Regions from separate parts of the Mus musculus genome. Here region 2 is linked to region 1. Evidence: chromatin contacts called from public Hi-C data. All regions are on one chromosome and are shown on one strand. The core of a region is the stretch at or near the end of the contact, and the rest is flanking DNA. Distances in the headings are between cores, read along the strand shown.

Evidence for each region. A called contact is a pair of places that touch in the nucleus more often than the background predicts.
Region 2: a contact with region 1 is called in a Hi-C map of regulatory T cells, with 12 times the contacts expected there. The contact joins two enhancer-like sites. A contact is called at or near these places in 2 of 39 promoter capture datasets (the 3T3-L1 cell line and hippocampal neurons), 5 of 15 datasets of contacts at CTCF or cohesin (the NIH/3T3 cell line, embryonic stem cells, large pre-B cells and 2 more), 181 of 484 Hi-C or Micro-C datasets (the 3T3-L1 cell line, 3T3-L1-derived adipocytes, the 63-12 cell line and 96 more), 24 of 115 datasets of contacts at active chromatin or transcription factors (PVALB interneurons, astrocytes, bone marrow-derived dendritic cells and 18 more) and 3 of 9 other capture datasets (adipose tissue, embryonic stem cells and liver).

Annotation. Positions count from the first base shown.
Region 1 is chr4:63,422,975-63,425,674 of GRCm38.p6, forward strand. All of the region lies in intron 7 of Whrn (whirlin), which reads right to left. Among named protein-coding and RNA genes, the nearest start is that of Akna, 21 kb to the left of the region's middle. Within about 2 kb of position 1,322, at least 21 of the 459 cell types and tissues checked have an H3K27ac peak or open chromatin away from gene starts, as enhancers often do. A contact at or near this core is called in regulatory T cells, where this site is marked.
Region 2 is chr4:63,946,961-63,949,660 of GRCm38.p6, forward strand. No RefSeq gene overlaps it. Among named protein-coding and RNA genes, the nearest start is that of 8030451A03Rik, 36 kb to the right of the region's middle. Within about 2 kb of position 1,296, at least 11 of the 459 cell types and tissues checked have an H3K27ac peak or open chromatin away from gene starts, as enhancers often do. A contact at or near this core is called in regulatory T cells, where this site is marked.

The sequences.
Region 1 (2,700 bases), core at 72-2,571:
GAGGGTAGGTCACTTGTGCAAGGTCACTCTTCAGGGTTGGGTGACCCACTCAAGACAAGAGGTCTTTAAGACCCTATCCCTGTCCTCTACTCCACCCGCCTCATAACTGTGGGGGTGCAGAGCCGTCCCTCTCTTATATTTGAGATGGTCCAAAAAGGGTCCTGAATCTCATACTTGGAGTAATGGACGAGGGGAAGGGGGAGAGGAAAATGAACGACCAGGAACATTCTTTGCCCTGTCTCCCACTCAGGTACCGTGGGGCAGGGGAGGTAATGTCTGGTTTGGATATTATCAAAGGCCAGGTGCAGCTCAGGTGCCCAGAGCCACCTCAGCAAAATAAGGTTCCTCCCCACAGCACTCTGCCCTCCCCAAGCCATTCCAGGTTCTGCCTCCTGCTCCTTGCTTACATAAAGGTGCTATTTTCAGCTTTGTTCTCTCAGCTTTGTTACTCCCAAGTCAGGCCACTCCCTCCCCCTCCCCCATCACAAAATGCACCTAAGGTTTGAGCTGGATGGCCCATTTCCCATTCTGTCTGTATATGGGGAAACCGAGGCACTGAGTTACACAAGCTTCCAGAAGGCCACTGGTGTGTGTGTGTGTGTGTGTGTGTGTGTGTGTGTGTGTGTGTAGGCATTAGAGTTCTGCATGACAGAAGGAGAAAGGGGAAGAGAAGAGACCTTGTAGGGGAGAAGTATGAATAAGATGGGAAGAGGTTCTAAACAAGAGACAGTGGTGGGGAAGGCAGACAGCTCAGCAAAGGGAAAACCAGAGGCACAGAGAGAAGAAAAGCAAGACTGTTGCATGAGCAGGGTTGGTTTGAAAAGAGCTTGTCACCTCAGGAGAGGGGGAGAATGGTGGGGTAAGTGTTGAGAGACAGAAGACCTGGCACTGCTTGGGGCAGTGATTTCTTCAATCAAAGCTGGCAACTGGCACCTACTGTGACTGACTATTCACGAGCCATCTAGACCAGGAGAGCAAAGGGTTCTCTTGGAAGGACGGGCACAGTCACCTCTCATCAGGGCAGGACGCAGAGGCGGAGTCACATTACAACCCAGCAGGGATGCTGCTAACCAGACCGGGCTTCCTTCTGCTGAGAGGACACCTGTCCCCCAGTCTCCCTCCCTTGTCCTGAGGAAAAGGATGTCACAGAGTGGAGAGAAAGCATGACCTACAATGGCCAGGTCAGGAGGAGCCCTTAAGATAAGGGAAACTGGGGCTCTGGAGAGGGAACACTGGGGCAGAGAGCCTGGCTTAGAGCCTCCTTCTACCAGGAGTGAAGGCAGCTACCGTCACCCAGGGAAGTCCCAGATCTTTCCTGTCACATGGGTCCTGACCCTGGCCTCCACTTCCTTACCAGGAGAAAACAGCCCAGTTGCCATTGTGCTCCCACAGTTTGAAACTCATCTGCCTCTGTATGAACTTCCTAATCAGTTAAAGCAGCTATCCTGAGAAGGGAGTCGAGACTCCACCAACCTCCAAAGGGCCCAGACAGTCAAGCACACTGCCCAGTTTCCCCATTTGTCAACTACAAAGCACTTTCTTGGGACTCCAGAGCTGAGCTACATTCAGAGAGGAGCTGAGCTCATGGGTTTGGCTGCTGCTGCTGCTGGAAACAGCTCCTAGCGCCCCAAGTTCTCACACAGGCAGGCAAGTGTTCTGTAAATCCTTGGACGGATAGAATACCAAGGGAAAGAAGGAACCCATTAAGGTGAGGTGACATAAGGAAATCCCTTGGGGGGGGGGGTTGCTAAGGCAGGAGACCTGCTAGATGAAGTGATGTTCTCTGTGGAGGACACACCCTGGAATTGTGGTGGAATAGGCAGCTTCCTGGCTTGGGGTGCTGTTACAAGTTTAAATATGAAATGCCTCCCACAGCCCCATGAGGACTCTGATCACTGGACTCACTCCTTGTCGTATTCAAAATAACATGGCATAATTGGGACATGGTGAAGAGAAGAAGCAGGGTCTGCTGGAGGGAGTCGTGTCACTGGGGGTGTGTCCTTAGGGAGTTATGTCACTGGGGGTGTGGCCTTGGAGCTGTATCTTGTCCTAGCTTCTCCCTGTAGTCCCTTCTGATTCCTGCCCCCCTTCCCCACAAGGTAAACAGTTTCCACTTAACATGGCCTGGCCACTATGATGATCTGCCCACGGGCATGAGGTTGGACAACAGTGGGATGACCCCACTAGACCCACGAGCTAAAATAAGTCTCTTCTCCTTAAGTTACGCCAGGTAGTTTGTCACAGCACAAAAGGACAAGCTAACCTGGCATGGTGTGTCAGCTCACTGAGACCTACAGTGCCCACGTCTCTGGCCCTCCACACACACAGGTGCCTCTTGCCCCACACCCTATCATCCCCAACAGCACTCTTTCCGTGACCTTCAGCTGAAGTCAAAGTTCCTAAACTGCTTGCCTCATTTAGTGTCTGACCTGATGCCAAACTCCAGCTCTTAGCCTGACCATCTCTCTGCGATGCCTGGGTTTTCGAGCCTAGATCCACCCTCTCATAACTTCAGGCGGTGAATAGATTATTTGCATAGGTGCTACAGAGAGAACCTGTACAGAGAGGGCCTGGCACGTGCTAGCAATACTGAGCTACAGTCTCGGGACTTATATAGGTTTTTGTTTTTTTTTTAAATCAAAATCTTCCTCCATTGTGCTTGTGAGCTCCAGGTGGGAGAGCCTACACTGCATGCACGGC
Region 2 (2,700 bases), core at 46-2,545, 520 kb after region 1:
TGTGTGAGAGGGAGAGAGAGAGAGAGAGAGAGAGAGAGAGAGAGAGAGACAGACAGACAGACAGACAGACAGACAGACACAGAGACACAGAGATGGAGAGAGAGGTGGGGGGAGGGTTATGGAGGAAATATCTCAGGGAGATAATGGTGCTGGAATACAACTCAAAGTTAAAATAAGCCATACCTGTGCCAAGGGAAGAACATTTTTTGATTGAGGGTTGGGGCTCAAGATAGAGTCTCTCTATGTAGCCCTGTTTGTTCTAGAACTTACTCTGTAGACCAGGCTAGTATCAAAATCACAGAGATCTGCATGCCTCTGCTTTCCAAGTGCTGGGATTAAAGGTCTGTGCCACCACTGTCTGCCTGGAAAAACCATTTTTGATCAAGGACTTCCAGTGGCCATGCCTCCTGAGTGGCTTAGTGGGAGGCCAGTCCCCCAGAGCATCATAGGACAGAGAGGTAGGCATCTTCAAGGCCACTGTTATGTTGAGTTTTTCTTTGAACCAGAAGACAAGTGTCAGGATTTGAGCCACAGAGCAGCACAATATGATTGAAGAGAACACGTTATAGTGCTTTTGGATGGAGACTGGCTCCAGGAAGCAGGTGCTAAGGTGCTCTTGACTTTATGCCAATTGCTGCTCATGTTAATAAAGATGATGTGCAAGAGCCAATATCTAAACAGGGCTTGATAGAGAGAAAGCCAACAGCACTAGGCATAGTGAGAGCCATGGGGAGAAGTTGGTCCCACATTTCCCCACCTGTCTCCATGCTGGGAATCAAAATGAGTAAAGAGGACTAGAAGTATCACTGGTAAAAGGTTAGAGATAGACCAGGACAATGGGGGATATTACAGGTTGTCTTTATAACCAGCAAGAGGGGATGAGCAAACAGATGGAAACCAGAAATGGGCTTAGGGTACAAAGGAGCCAGTTGCTCAGCAAGTTGTAGAGGAGGCTGTTTATTACCAGGGCCCATGTCAAATCAGAATGGTAGTTGGTCACTGGGACAGAAACACCTCCTTGCTTGCAATGTTCCTGTCCCCACCCTAGGATAAAAAGCAGATAAGGAATTAGGAAAGAATTGATGGCCAATCAGGCTTCTTATAAGTCGCTAGGAAGTATTGGAGACTCCCATGGAGAAGGTTAATGCGAAGGGGAAGAAATTGTTTTCTCAGAGGTATCGGCAAATCACCAGTCTAGTCCTCTTGCCAAGAACCCCAATAACATCAACCATCTCTATTAGGAACACCCGGGGTCATTGCCCTCCTAAGATGGGAGGAGGCTGCCACCTGCTGGTTCTTTTAAGTACCTACCCAAGACATTTGCCTTATCTTTCGATTTGAGGGCGAGAAACCTGTGTGGAGAGTTGTCTCTACAATCACTGCTCATCATCCTCACCCCGCCCCTTGCCATTAAGATAGTCATTCTTAAATTTCATTTTATAAGATATTCAGAAATATTAGGTGGGTATTCCAAAATGACTTGGCAATAGGAGAGCGTGAGATACAAACCAGGCTGTCCACACGACTATCAGCGTTTTACAGAGGGCGCCACAGTACCAGCTTGTGCTGGTTTTGCAGCCTGTGAACTGAGATGAGGGAATAGGTACATGGGAGGTGTTCTGAGCATTCAGAACCGTAGAGTGGGATAAAGGAATATAGCTATCTTTTGTGAGGCTAGGCCAGTGCCTGGCAAACACAGAAGTGGATGCTCACAGTCAGCTATTGGATGAAACACAGGGCCCTCAATGGAGGAGCTAGAGAAAGCACCCAAGGAGCTGAAGGGATCTGCAACCCTATAGGTGGAACAACATTATGAAGTAACCAGTACCCCGGAGCTCGTGTCTCTAGCTGCATATGTAGCTGCATATGTATCCTAGTCGACCATCACTGGAAAGAGAGGCCCCTTGGTCTTGCAAACTTTATATGCCCCAGTACAGGGGAATGCCAAGGCCAAGAAGTGGGAGTGGGTGGGTAGGGGAGTGGGGGTACATGTAGGGTATAGGGTACTTTCGGGATAGTATTTGAAATGTAAATGAAGTAAATACCTAATAAAAAATTGGAAGAAAAACAATGTACGGGCTTTCTCCAAGGTACCCAGGCCAGAGGAGTCTGTAAGCATCATAGACTCTGGCACTTAGGGCCTAAGTGAACTTGGAGGAAGGCATTTCACTGTTGAGAAACTCATCTTTCCAACCTGTCGTGGCAAATGTGGCATGTGTCTATGGGAGCTTCTTAGTTTGGACTCCCCCACTGTACCCTGTGAGTATTTTCTGTGAATTATTAAGCTTTTCTTTCTGGTCCTGGTAGGACTGGGGCAAATCCCAAATGAGCCTCACTTGTCTTCTTTTCTAGAGACTGGATACATCTGTGGGCTTCTTGGGGTGGTAGGAGGACCAGGAAAGAGATGCTGGTACCAGACACCAACACAAAGCCTGCCTGCCAGCACACACTGGCATCCCCAATGCTCCTGAGCTGGAAGGGTATGAATGGGTGAGATACACACCTTTCTAGTGAACAATTACACTTCTTAGAGAGCAAGGCTAACTATGCCAGGCCTGGGAGCAGTGTCTTCAGTAACTCTCAGCCATAGTCTGTGGAGTCACCTTCACCTCTGTCCCTTACCCTCTTCACCCCTGTCATCCAGCACAGGTCTCACCTTGACCTCACTACTAGGCCTCTTACTCAGCACAGTCACCAAGA